3 separate regions of the Mus musculus genome follow, and regions 1 and 3 are each linked to region 2. A link is a contact called in public Hi-C and HiChIP or PLAC-seq data. All regions are on one chromosome and are shown on one strand. Each heading gives the region's core, a stretch centred on a gene start, on an enhancer-like site or on the middle of the called end of the contact. The rest is flanking DNA. Distances are from core to core; before and after follow the strand shown.

Region 1 (4,449 bases), core at 634-3,133, 110 kb before region 2:
CCCTGGTCTGGCTCAGTGGCACATGCTTTTGATCCAAGCACTCTGGAGGCAGAGGCAAGTGGATCTCTATGAGTTCGAGGCCAGCTTGGTCAACATAGCAAAGTTCCAAGTCAACCAGGACCACACAATGGGAGCCTGTCCAAACTCAAAGGGCATGGAGTCCTTCCTGTGACATCAGGGTTAGAGGCATCTAGGAAGTCATCGTCCGTAATCTAGCTCTTCCTGAATCACAGCTTCTTCCTGTGCTCAGACCAATGGGAGACCTGCTAGCAAGTTTCTCTCTGCGGCCCCCCACTCTCTTTCCCACACTCCGCATCTTGGCTCCCCAGTGCCCCATGACCAAGGCCAGCTCCCCTTCACCACAGTCCTCTTCTGCTCAACCCCAAGCCGACCCTCAATACCTTTATCCACAAGAGTCCCCGATGGAGAAGGCCATCCTGTCTGCCTATGATCTACCCATCTCTCCATTTTGTCTGAGGGGGAAGACACACCACCGCCTCCAAACCCTCGTGCTGTCCTGTCTGTCTTGAGACTATGTTTTGCTGTGACTCGCTCATCTGCTGGCGGGACTTGGGGAATGAGTTGAGGCCAAAGCCTTGAAGATACTGTCCCCCTGACCTCAGAGGCAGAGCAGGGTTATGTGGCCAATGGCAGGCAGGCATTAGAGCACCGAGAAGGCTTAGGTTCCAGCAAGGCCGGCACAGCAAGGAACGGGGACCCACAGCATCATGACTGCCCATCCCTTTATAGACCTGGCTGGCTCGGCCAGGCACTCTGTGGTGGATATAAATATATAAAACAAACAGCCCACTCTTAGTTGCAAACTAAAAATAGGAAGCTTGGAATCCGGCTTCCCAGACTCCCCTGGCCTGGACCACACAGGTGTGGAAGCGGATATTGGGGGGACATGGGCCCTCACCCCGCTCTCTGCAAGGGTCCCATGGGGAGGGGACGAGGGAGGTCTGGGTTTCTGCCAGTGAGGGTTCTTACACTCGGCTCCTTTGACAGCTCATTTCATTTATGACCCTGAGCTGAACAGAGCCACCGAAGTGCTCGGGGCTGGGGTGTGGTGTGCAGGGGCGAGCTGTTTCTTCCCAAGGCATGCTGGGGTTCTGGCCGTTTGTGGGAGTGCAGTCTGGGCAGGGAGGGGTGTTGGTTAAGAGGGAGGCAGATCTGGGTCTGGGTCAGGTCCTGTCCTTGTGTCCTCATGTCCCCTGTCCTCGTGTCCCACAGCATCGGCCCATCCAGACTTCTCTTCCCTTGGTGGCCCGGAAGGATATGCACTTCTCAGGACAAGAGTTAAAGCTATCGCAGGCTTTGCCACAGGGTGGGGGCCTTTCTGGGAGCTCCCTCAAATCTGCCACTATGCCAGTCACAAATCCTCAAGGCAGTGGATCCCTTGACTCTCAAATGAGACACTGAAGACCTCAAGGCTCCCGGGCTGGCAGTAGACTGGCATCCTGCCTGGGCGAGCAGTGTGGGACCCTTTGATTGTGGGAAGTGCGGGAGCCTGCCTGAGGGCTTCCAAAGCTTTCTCCTCAGAACTCAGCTCTTCTTTCCAGGTCCCTGTCTTCTGGTGGGGCCTGGGAGCTCAAGGTCTGTGTGTGACTGTGCTAACATCTGGTACATGTGACCAGGAGGGTGGCTCTGCAGGGCAGAGACAGGAAGCTGCTACTGTCACTGTCACCGCCACTGCTGGGTGAGGAAACTCCAGGCAGGGCAAGGGCGGCTCTCCTGAGGCTGGGGAGTTCTTCCTAATAACAGCCCACATTCCTCTCCAAAGCAAGGGGTTTAAGGTGGGGGAGATTTGGTGGGGTGAGGGGACCAACCGTTCCTTTCTCTCTGCTGCCTGGAAGTCAGTGCTTCCGTCCCCTACAGGCCTCAGTGGTAACTGCATGGCTTCCTCCAGCTGCCTCCAGCTAAGCGGGGGACATCTCTTAGTCTGTATCCTTTTGACAAGTGGGATGCAGGTGACAGGAGTTAAATACAGTCAGGGGTTTTGCTCTTCAGTTGTAGCGGCCACCTACAGGTCCACCCTCAGATAAACCAAGTAGAAGCATGTGGGCTGTGAAGACAGTTTCCTGTTCCAACCCAGGGAGGGGTCCTGCTGGGTGACCCACCCTGGGTGTACCTGGGGACAGGTCTTGCATTAGTTGTGGTTAGAATCCTGTGGCGCTACTGGGTAGGAAAGGGTCCAGGGTCTAGGCTGGGAAAACAGGAACTTCTTGTTGGCGGTTGATCTTAGGCTGGTCCTACAAAAGGGAAAGATCTTAGAACTCTGAAATGGGTACCACAGAACCACATCTATCTTAGGAAAATCTGTATGTCCCATCTGGTCAGGGGCACAGGCTTGGGGTGGGGGGATTATCTGAGTAGAGGGGGATTATCAAGCTAGGTCCCCACACCATTATCCACAGCCCCAATTTTCAGGCTATGGTCTCAGCTTGGCAACCACCAGCTCCAGGGAGCCATGGAAGGCATGACAGCTCTCTTTGCTAGTCAGAAGGACCTCATCTCCAAATGACCGATTTGCAGTTCTGTCTTCTCTGCTTCAAGTGTTCCAGCAAGCAGACCCCAGTATGGGTGAGAGGTGGTGCTCCCTCACAGGGGCTCTCTAGAGGGATCCCTATCCCCCAAAACCCCCTTACTCTGGGAAGGTCTTCACTCAACAGGGGTTCCCACCCCAGGGAGGACTCCGCTGAGATGAACGTGGTGGCTGTCCCTCCCCAAATCTGCATCCAGGTGACAGATAGGACCATGCAGTGGCTTCTGCCTCTGTACGATGAACATAGTCAACCAAGGAAGAGAGGATTAGTATAATCTTGACGGCCCACCTGATATTCTGGGGCCTTAGCCCAGCCAGGAAGGTGGCCTTCCAGGTTCTCTGTAACCACCTTGAAGGAGCTGGGTGGTAGACTCCTCAGCACTGGGGCATCTCCCCACACAGCCAGCTCAACCACATCCAATGTCCTCTCTCCTGCTCAAGAGTAGGAGATCCCACCCTCCTTCACAACTCCAGAAGCCTGACGCGGGTCCTTCAAGGCATCTGTTATATTATTGTAACAAACACAGATTCCTCTGTTTGACAGTTAAATAGTACCCAAGATGGACAGTTGACCTGTACAAGCAAGTTGTGCATTAAAAAAAACAAAAAAACAAAAACAACAAACCAAACATACAAGCAGCCTATAGTGCAAAGCAGGCCCACTTCAGGAAGACCAGCTCACTGCAGGGAGTATACCTCAGGGTAACAATGTCACAAAGGATGACACCCACCCACACAATTACAGTAACATTGTATCAACCCCCTAGGTTCCTTGTGCTTTCTGTCTAGCCTGTGCTTTCAAGTAGCACTTTAAAGTAGCCTTGCAAATAAGGACCCTTTTCCTTTCATTTTTGTTTTTTTTCTCTCCTCTCCTTTTTCTTCTTCTTCTTCTTTTTTTATTAGCCCCAGCTGCCTGTGCTCACTGTAGGACTCACGACAAGACTCAAACTTCACTGTTAATCAGGGATGAGAAAGAGGCGATGGGGGAGGGGTGACTTTCTATTTCCACCGACCAGCGTTTGGGTATAAGGAAGGCTAGTTGTCTGGGGTAGCTTACCCAGTGCTAGGCACTGGGATCCTGAAAGTACCTTTCTTGGTGATCTGGAACAGTCTGTACCATGGACCAGTAGCGAAGCAGGTAGGAGGGCAATGGGTCGTAGCTGCTTCCTGAGAAGAGGTGAGAAGGCCCCCTCTGGGTGCAGGGAGCTGGAAGGTTACCTCAGCTACTTCCAAGAGATAGAGTTTTTTTTTTTTTTTTCCTCCAGTAAGGGTGGGACAAGAGACACTGTAACAGGAGGTATTCTGCTCAGGATTGTCCAGGATTGTCGGGGACCCCCTGACCTACCAGAGTGTGTATGTGGGTGGCTGTTTCAGGTGCAGGCAATGGGGAAGGCCAAGCACAAGGCAGAGGCCATCACTACGGGGCTCACTCAGTTTGAAAAACCAGCCGTGGGCCAGCCAGCTCTGGTAAGAGCTTTTTAACCAATCCCACTGACAATCGCCCGCCCACAGACTGAAGAGGACATCTGATCTCTGCTTGGATGCTGCTCTGCCATCGCACACCTCACCAGAGACTCCACAGGGCCTCCTGGAGGTCTTGTCCCCTTCTGTGAAGAATGTGAAGTCAGGACCCTGGTGGTGGGGTGAGGGTGGGGGTGTCCTGATGACATCACACAGCAGGAGGTGGGCTCTTGTATACACAGACTGCCCCCTGTTTTAGATGCTTGACTGAGATGCTTTTGGTTCAAAGTTGTCTGCTTCTAGGGACAAACAAGTTGGGAGCAGGACTGTGGCCTGGGAGGCAAGGCCCAGAGCACAGATTGGCTGGACCTAGTGCGCAGGGCTAACCACCCTATCGATCCCCATGGTAAGACTTTCGGCCAGGACCTGTCTGCCCCCTGAGA
Region 2 (3,989 bases), core at 897-3,396:
TTATTTATTCATATTTTATGTGCTTTGGTGTTTTGCTTGCATGCATGTCTATATGAGGGTGTCACATCTTGGAGTTATAAGACAGTTGTGAGCGGCCATGTGGTTGTTGGGATTTGAACTCAGGACCTCTGGAAGAGCAGTCAAGGCTCTTCATCACTTAGCCATCTCTCCAGCCCCCACTGTCCTTTTCTTCTTGTGTATCTGTGCCTGTATTTACACACACGTGTGAGCATGTGCAGACGAGGGCACGTGCCTGTGTGAAGGCCAGAGGCCGGCCTCAGGTGTTCTGCCTCAGGAGCCTCTGATTTTGCTTTTGTTTTTGTTTTCAGTCAGAATCTCCTTGCCCTTGGGCTTGACAGATGGGCCAGGCTGAGGCTGTCTGGTCAGTGAGCTCGAGGGTCTGCAGGCTCTTTCTCCTTGGCGATCCCACCATATGCACACACCTGGCCCCAGAGCTGGGATTACAAGTGTGTACAACCACACCCAGCTTTATATGGGGTAAACTCAGGTCCTCATGCATATATAAGCCTCCAACCGAGCCCCTTCCCGGCCCCTCTGGGCCTTTCTCTATGGCCAGGGGACAGGTCTTAGCATCCAGGATGGTCACAGGACCCAGCAAAAACAACATGCACAGAGACACTCTGGAATGTTCTCAGTGGTACACTAAGAAGCACTTCTTAGTGGAACTGGACCCGAACTCACATCTTGTAGGCTTGGAGTTTGCTACCTGGCCCTGGGCCTCCCAGTGTGGGAGAGAATTCTCAACCCCTTGGACGGGCCACCAGAAGAAGGAGCCCACTTACCTGTTCCTGCCTCCATGGAGAAGTGACAAATCTCTTTGTCTGGTTCCAGCAAGTCTCTGAGATGCCATACTTGGGGTGGGACGGGCTCTGCAGTCCTGGATGGCCAAGCCCACAGTGGAGTGAAAGGCTAATCTGCCTGCAACAGGCCCACAGCCCATGAGCCTTAGGGACATCGGGGAGTTCCGACTCAGATTTTGTCAAATGCTTATAGGCAAAATTAAAAATAAAATAAAATGAAATGAAATGAAATGAAATAAAATAAAATAAAAAAGAGCAGTCTGCCTTCCTGCCTCGTCTGTAGAGGAGGAATAGGAGGAGCCCTGGCGACAAGGAAGAGGGAGGATCAGTTGGCATTCCGGTATGGCTCCTTTTTCTGGGAAGCTCAGAGCTCGCCACGTCTAGGTTGGCAATGGCTGGAGCTGAAGGAGTCAGCCCCATTCATACAGTCAGGCTGGGTCTGCCTGTACTATCCCCACCACCACCACCTAACAACAACGTTGTCACTGACACCCCCACCACCGGCAACATCACTTACCACGGTTGACACCATCTCACACCACTGTGACCATCACCGCCCTTACCACCTCCCCCTCCCCCACAGCTCACCGTCACCTTTGCCTCAATTACCAGCCACTACTGTCACCATCATCACCACCGCCACCACCACCACCATCTTCACCACCACCACAACTAACACCACCTCCTCTATCCCCACCAGACCCTGGGCCAGCCACTTTGCCTCTGTCACTACTACAGGAAAAGGACTCCCTTCTCCAACTGAAGCCTCGCCTACAGACTCACCCCAGTGGGGATGAGGGCCAGCCTCAGGGCTCTGCCATGGCTGCAGCAGTCAGACCTGCAAATGCCTGCTGCAAGATGAACATAAGCGCTCTTGGAGAAAGGGGGCAGAAGAATCTATTACAGAGAAGAGACATGTTGACCACACACACGGTCTTCGCAACTGACGGACGTGAAGTAAGACACATTATGCTTTTCAAATTACTCTTGGGGAGACAAAAGCACAGAAATTTAAAGGCTTGTCCAAGGCCAGGTATCTAATATAGAATGAGGCTGTGATTTGAACCCAGGAACCTCACACCAGAATCCCCAATCCTGACCACTTCACTACACTGCCAGATTGGAGGCCCAGACCCTCACTGTCAGCAGTATCATTGACCCTGCAGTTTTTAACCTAAGACACAGTAGACGCTCAACAAAAAGAAGCCAGTTTATTGATAATACTGAAGCCCCTCCCCCACTCCTGCTCCTTCCTTCCCTGAGCCCGCCAGGCCGGAGGCTGTTGCTGCAGTTCCATAGCCAGCCAAGAGAGGGCAGCATGCAAAACAGTTCAAGAACTTTCCCGGGGCGCCAGAAGGAATTGGGAGGAAGTGGAGCTAAGACTTTGTGGCTGGCGTGAAGGCAGTTAGTGACCCAGAACAAATTCAAACAGACTCTGATGAGACGTGTTCTCTCATCCTCAGCTGAGATAACTGAGGGCCAGAGATGGAAGCGTCCTTGTCCACGATCACACAGCCAGTAAGTGGCAGAGACAAGTTAACAGTTTCAGTCTTCTGATTCGTTTTTCCCTTACCCAAATGGAAGGCAAGGAGATAGACCAGGCCTCCTCGCGTCTGCAGGATAAGACCAGGAACAGGACTAGCCTATGGTAAAAGTGACTAGCCCTGGGCAACACCTCACACCTGCACATAGCCCGGCCGCCCCCTAGTGGCGATGACGGTCAGTTTTCGTAGGCTCTGATAGTCTCTGCATGACCTTGCTAGCTGAGTTCTTCCTGAAGTCACCACTGCAGCTCTGGCGAATATGGTCTCACTCCTGGAAGACTCCTGGAAGGGGGAGGGGCTCTACTTTCACAGAGACGAGACCCATTTTCTTCTAGGAATAGCATCCTCTGATGAAGAGCAGAACTTACAAAATTTGCAGAGTGCCAGTTGGTGAGACTTTGGGGGTGGGGTGATTAGATAAGGAAGAAGAATAGAGTACATTTTAGAGAAGAGTGGAGTTATTAGCTGTGTCCAGAGGTGCCTGAGCAGCTAGCCCAGTGGAGAAGAAATGAGCGAGAGATGCAGACAGCATTCCATGCAGATGAGATAGCAGTACAGAGGCCCTCGGGCTGCTCTCCGGGGCTCACGTAGATAACATAGATACAGACCACTGTGGTTCCCACTTCTCGGAGACTCCTAACTTTTCGAGGATCTTTTGAGCCTTGTAGGGAAGAAACAAAGGTTCAGAAAGGTCATGTTGGAGGTCACAGGGTAAATCAGTGGCAGAGTTCAACTGAAACCCCAGGCTTCTGCCTCCCAGGTCAGGCTATTTAGAGAGTGGCCTTGGATTCCAAAGTTTCTATAGCATATCACCACTGGCATACACACACACACACACACACACACACACACACACACACACACACACACACCTGAGGTGTGAGGGGCAGGACATAGTCTCCAAAGTGTGGATCCATTCAGGATAGGTGCCAAGAGCACCTCAGGCATGGTCTGATGCACCCAGCCATAGTGGGGCTGTAAGTGGGACATCTCCTGTGCCTCCCCCTCGGGGTGGAGGAAGTCTGCTCAGAGAGCTCATGTGCTTGCCAATTGGCAGGGGTGAGTGGCCACCAAACATCAGAGGCAGGATGACCACTGCCCAGGCCAGGAAGCAGGGCTCACCTGTGGCCATGGTCAGCATCCAGCCAGGGCTGAGGTTTGGAGCTGGACCACGGATCTCGAATCAGGCTGAGAGTCAGCATGGGGTTTGGTTCAAGGGTCTGTGGCAAGGGACAGTTACCAGGCTGGGTTCAAATAAGAACTCATCCATCGCCAGAGAGCAGAATGGCCAAGGTTGAGGCTCTCTGTGGCTAGAGGGAAGGGTAGACATGTGGGCCAGGCAGGGACAAAGTCACAGTCACAGGCCTGATCCTGAGGGCTGGACAGAGGAAACAGGCAGGTTCACTTCCACCCTGCCAATCTCAGCCAGGCTGGGCAGCTCAGCCTCCCACCACCCTAACCAACCCCATGGCTAGTGGTCTTGGCTGAGATAACACTGTGCCTTCACATCTTTCTGTAGCTGTGCTAAAACACTCTGAGAAACGCAGTTTAAAGGAGAAACAGTTTGTCTCGGGAATCCAGGTTACAGAGCATCATTGTGGAGAAGTTAAGTCAGCAGATACTT
Region 3 (4,392 bases), core at 262-2,761, 92 kb after region 2:
GGCACTAGGAACTCCCCCTTGAGATCTGGCGTAGGGCAGCCATGACACCCCCGTTCAGAGTCATACTAGAAACTCTAGCTAATGCAATAAGGCAGGAAAAGAAAAAGAATCGCAGTTCAAGGGGAAAAAAGAGAGAAGCGTTTCTTCTCAGATTAGTTTAGGTTTTTTATGTAGAAAATTCAAAACAATCAATCACCAAATAGGAGGCCAGGCGTCACCCTCCATTGCCTTCCTGCCTCCCTCTCCTGACGCTGGCATTCTGAATGTGCCACGTTTGCTCAGAGCATCTGCTCCTTAAAAAAATAAACAAATCGTGTGTGTGTGTGATTTTTTTTTTTTTTTGTTTTACAAGACCAGCACACAGAGTCCCTGCCACTGCCCTCACCCAGAGTTCCCAACCCTTGGCCTCTCAACATTAGTTCGTTACTACCCAGCTGGACCCGCGCTTCCACTTCCACCAGTCTGCTCCTCCTCATGTACACTCTCTGCTCCTAGATGCCATCCAGGTCGTCCCCCCATGCTCAACGGTCCATCCCCTCTCCTCTGCTCTGACAGTTCACCAGTGGTGAAGGACAGAATAGGAAGGATGTGGGGACAGGACATGAAGGATGCAGACACGGGAAAACCTCTCCTGCCCTGAGAACTTGAAGCCAGGGAGATGGCTCAGCAGATAAAGGTGACTCCTGCTGAGCCTGAATCCCAGGCATCCACATAAAAGCCAAGCATGGCTACATGTGCCTGTGACTCCAGAGTTGGAGAGATAGAGACAGATAGATCCTGGGGGCTCGATGGCCAGACGACCTGGCCAAAATGGTGAGTCTCAGCTTCAGAGAGAGACCTGATACAAGAATAAGGCAGAGGGTAACAGAACAGGATGCCTGATGTCTTCCTCTGGCCTCCGAAGGAAAAAGCACATTCAAGAAAGCAAGCATGCACACTCACACACACACACACACACACACACACACACACACACACACACACACATATTACACACACACATATTACACACCACACACATACACACACACCACACACACACACGTATACACACACACAAACACACACTCACACACACACCACACATAAACACACACACACTCACACACACACATACCACACCACATACATACATATACTACACACACCATACACATCATACATATATTACACACACACATATTACACACCACACACACACATACACACGCATACACACACACACCACACACACAAACACACTCGCACACACACGCACACACACACACATACACAAAAATAATGTTCTGCAGGAAGTAAAGACAAAATGTCATCTGTCCAGACATGGGAATCTAAGGGGCTAAAATAATTGTTCTTTGGCATTTTCTGCATAATCAAAAATTAAAATCTCAGGCAAAGGGTTCTGCGTATCCAAAGGCCCCGAGACAGGGTGAAACACAGCCTCTGTACTCTAAGAACAGTGAGCAATAAGCAAGGTGGTTTGGCAGAATTAAGTGAGACTTGCTCCCATAACCACAGCAGGCAACACCCTTAGCACACATTCTAGAGGCCCCGGCCCCTGCCTGCCCATGGCTTTCCCAGGAGCTCCCGGTCTGCCTTGTAATCACCCGGTGCCCACCCCAGTTCAGACCCTGCTCTCTCCTGGACATGACAAGCTCATTGTCCCTTTTTCCTGAAGGCTACTTTTTCACAAGAGGTGTTCGGAGCCACCAGGTTTCTGTGGGCAGATGCCCCAGGGCACACGCACAAAGGCTCAATTGTCTGGTACCCGGCGCTGGACTAGCCGAGCAGGATTCTGCCCGATTCAACAACCCCACATCAAAGAGATGACGTCAAAGCTCCAGCAACCACTGAGACACAGCCCAGCCCTGGTGCCAAGGGCTCCCAGGAGGCTAATCCCACCCTGGAAGGTAAGAAGAGGGTAGAAGCAGCAAATTAGCAGGAGCTAGGGGGCGCTACTGTGCTGGGAGCCTCGACAGCATAATTGCATTCACTGAGCTGCAATTGGGAATAATAGTTAGAGAAGCAATAATCACAGGTCACACAGCCATACAAGCAGCCAGCACATTGGTTTCCCAGGCCTGCATCCTATCTGCATAGGACCCAGCCACCCAACCGCCACAGAGTGGCCAATAGAAACACCTCAAAAAGCCCCCCCACACACACACACACATAAGCCCCACCACTTAGTAGCTAGAGTCTGAGCTGACAATGGCTTTCTTGACCTTGAACTTGTGGACTGCCAAGAGACATGTCTGACTTGTGTTACATAGTCAGTCAACAACCCCTTACTGTGTCACAGACTCCAGAGAGCAGCTTACCTGTCCCACCTGATGGGGAAAGAAACACAAGGGGACCCAGGGCTGTGGGGAACAGAGCATCTCTGGTCAGCTCTAGGTAAGAGAGGAGTCCCTCCAAAGGCCCAGTGACTCTGAAGAGCTTGCTATCTCAGTCTACTTTCTGTGACTGTAACAGCATGCTCAAGACTGAGCCCGTCACAGAAAACAGAGAATTCGGTTCAAGGTTCTGCAGGGCCCGCTTCCTGGAAGGGCCTTTTCCATATGACAGTGTGGCAGAAACACAGAGGCAGCAACCCAGGACCTGATTACAGTGTAATTCTGGAACCCAGTGGAACTTTGATTTTTTTTTTCTAAGTTTACTTTTGTGTGTGTGTGTGGTTTTTCGAGACAGGGTCTCTCTGTGTAGCCCTGGCTGTCCTGGAGCTCACTTTGTAGACCAGGCAGGCCTCGAACTCAGAAATCTGCCTGTCTCTGCCTCCTGCGTGCTGGGATTAAAGGCATGCGCCACCACGCCCACCCTGTTTACTTTTAATGATGGTTCTTAAACACTTTAACCTTCCTTGTAGCCCACCACCCACCAGGAGCAGAAAAGAAAGGATACAGGGGAAGTGGACCTGTTTAGAAAGGTTCTTTGGAGCAACTCCCATCTGTGTTGTCTGGAAATTGGCAGTTCAGTTCACAGGTCAACAGTGGCAGCTCGATCCACTCACCAACACCTCATGGATACACCAGCAGTCCAGCTCGGTAGAGTCAGGATAGCAACAGCGGTGGCACGACCTAGCAGAGACAGCCAGGACTCAGTCTCAGCTCAAGTCAACAGGAGGGACCTAGAGGGACAGCAGGAGAAGTTCTCGGCTGTGCCTCTCTCAGGGAGGCGAAGATCAGCAAAGACATGAGACCCACAAGTGTTACACAACTAGTTCTATAAACAAGCCTAGCTCTCTCTCTCTCTCTCTCTCTCTCTCTCTCTCTCTCTCTCTCTCTCTCTCTCTCTCTCTCTCTCTCTCCCCCTCACTCTATGGAGTCCTATTTCTACCCTCCAAACATCACTTGTCCTCCACGTGTCTTGCCTCAGCACATGCATCTAATCAGCCTGAGTCTAAGGAAGCAGCAAGAAACTGCAGCACAGCACCAGAAGTTTTTTGGTTTGTTTCCCTCTGTGGAGTCCTGACAAATGCAGCTCAACTATGAAAAGTAAGGTGGATCAATACATGCGTGTTGTTAGCAAAGAATCCTTCATCTCATGTCCTTTCACGTGCTTGCTTTAGCAGAACATCCTCTCTCCTGTGTCTGCTTCAGTGAAATGTTCCTTCTCGAGTCTGCCTTTGCCTTTCACACCCATGTTCTCTTTAATAAAACTTCTTTCATGTGTTTGCCCCAGGAAAACACCATCCAACATAACTGACTTTCCAAAGAATTCTTAAGTTTCCACTTCACCCAGGCTAAGTTCATCCTTTCCCTCCCCCCACAAAATCCTCTCCAAGAATAACAATTTGGGTCCATTAAGGGGGGCCTCAGCCCCTGGGCCCTAACCATCTCTTAAAGGCCCCAACCTGTTCTCTCTCCACCTGTTCTCTTCCCACCTGTTCTCTTCCCACCTGTTCTCTTCCCAGCTGTTCTCTTCTCACCTGTTCTCTCTCCACCTGTTCTCTTCCCAGATGTTCTCTTCCCACCTGTTCTCTCCCCACCTGTTCTCTTTCCACCTGTTCTCTTCCCAGCTGTTCTCTTTCCACCTGTTCTCTCCCCACCTGTTCTCTTCCCAGCTGTTCTCTTCCCACTTGTTCTCTTCCCACTTGTTCTCTCCCCAGCTGCTCTCCTTCCACCTGTTCTCTTCCCAGCTGTTTTCTTCCCACCTGTTCTTTTCCCAGCTGTTCTTTTTCCAGCTGTTCTCTTCCCAGCTGTTCTCTTTTCACCTGTTCTCTCTCCACCTGTTATCTTCCCAGATGTTCTCTTCCCACCTGTTCTCTCCCCACCTGTTCTCTTCCCAGCTGTTTTCTTCCCACTTGTTCTCTTCCCACTTGTTCTCTCCCCAGCTGCTCTCCTTCCACCTGTTCTCTTCCCAGCTGTTTTCTTCCCACCTGTTCTTTTCCCA

What was found. Hi-C and Micro-C count contacts between places; a contact is called where the count stands out from the background. HiChIP or PLAC-seq counts read pairs in DNA pulled down with a chosen protein or histone mark.
Region 1: a contact with region 2 is called in a Hi-C map of bone marrow-derived macrophages, with 47 read pairs. The contact joins two enhancer-like sites. A contact is called at or near these places in 1 of 15 datasets of contacts at CTCF or cohesin (large pre-B cells), 7 of 484 Hi-C or Micro-C datasets (CD8 T cells, the G1E-ER4 cell line, bone marrow-derived macrophages and 4 more), 9 of 115 datasets of contacts at active chromatin or transcription factors (the HPC-7 cell line, craniofacial prominence, embryonic limb bud and 5 more) and 1 of 9 other capture datasets (embryonic stem cells).
Region 3: an HNF4G HiChIP or PLAC-seq map of pancreatic cancer cells shows a contact between it and region 2. The contact joins two enhancer-like sites. A contact is called at or near these places in 1 of 15 datasets of contacts at CTCF or cohesin (the G1E-ER4 cell line), 19 of 484 Hi-C or Micro-C datasets (the AtT-20 cell line, CD4 T cells, the G1E-ER4 cell line and 11 more), 7 of 115 datasets of contacts at active chromatin or transcription factors (acute myeloid leukemia, astrocytes, bone marrow-derived dendritic cells and 3 more) and 1 of 9 other capture datasets (embryonic stem cells).

What each region holds. Positions count from the first base shown.
Region 1 is chr4:135,176,570-135,181,018 of GRCm38.p6, reverse strand. It overlaps Runx3 (runt related transcription factor 3), which reads right to left. Exons shown (of 5, transcript NM_001369050.1): 5 at 3,032-4,449. Among named protein-coding and RNA genes, the nearest start is that of Runx3, 26 kb to the right of the region's middle. Within about 2 kb of position 1,883, at least 91 of the 459 cell types and tissues checked have an H3K27ac peak or open chromatin away from gene starts, as enhancers often do. A contact at or near this core is called in CD8 T cells, the HPC-7 cell line, bone marrow-derived macrophages and 1 more, where this site is marked.
Region 2 is chr4:135,065,463-135,069,451 of GRCm38.p6, reverse strand. No RefSeq gene overlaps it. Among named protein-coding and RNA genes, the nearest start is that of Gm42327, 16 kb to the right of the region's middle. Within about 2 kb of position 2,146, at least 72 of the 459 cell types and tissues checked have an H3K27ac peak or open chromatin away from gene starts, as enhancers often do. A contact at or near this core is called in CD8 T cells, the HPC-7 cell line, bone marrow-derived macrophages and 2 more, where this site is marked.
Region 3 is chr4:134,972,915-134,977,306 of GRCm38.p6, reverse strand. No RefSeq gene overlaps it. Among named protein-coding and RNA genes, the nearest start is that of Syf2, 44 kb to the right of the region's middle. Within about 2 kb of position 1,511, at least 50 of the 459 cell types and tissues checked have an H3K27ac peak or open chromatin away from gene starts, as enhancers often do. A contact at or near this core is called in pancreatic cancer cells, where this site is marked.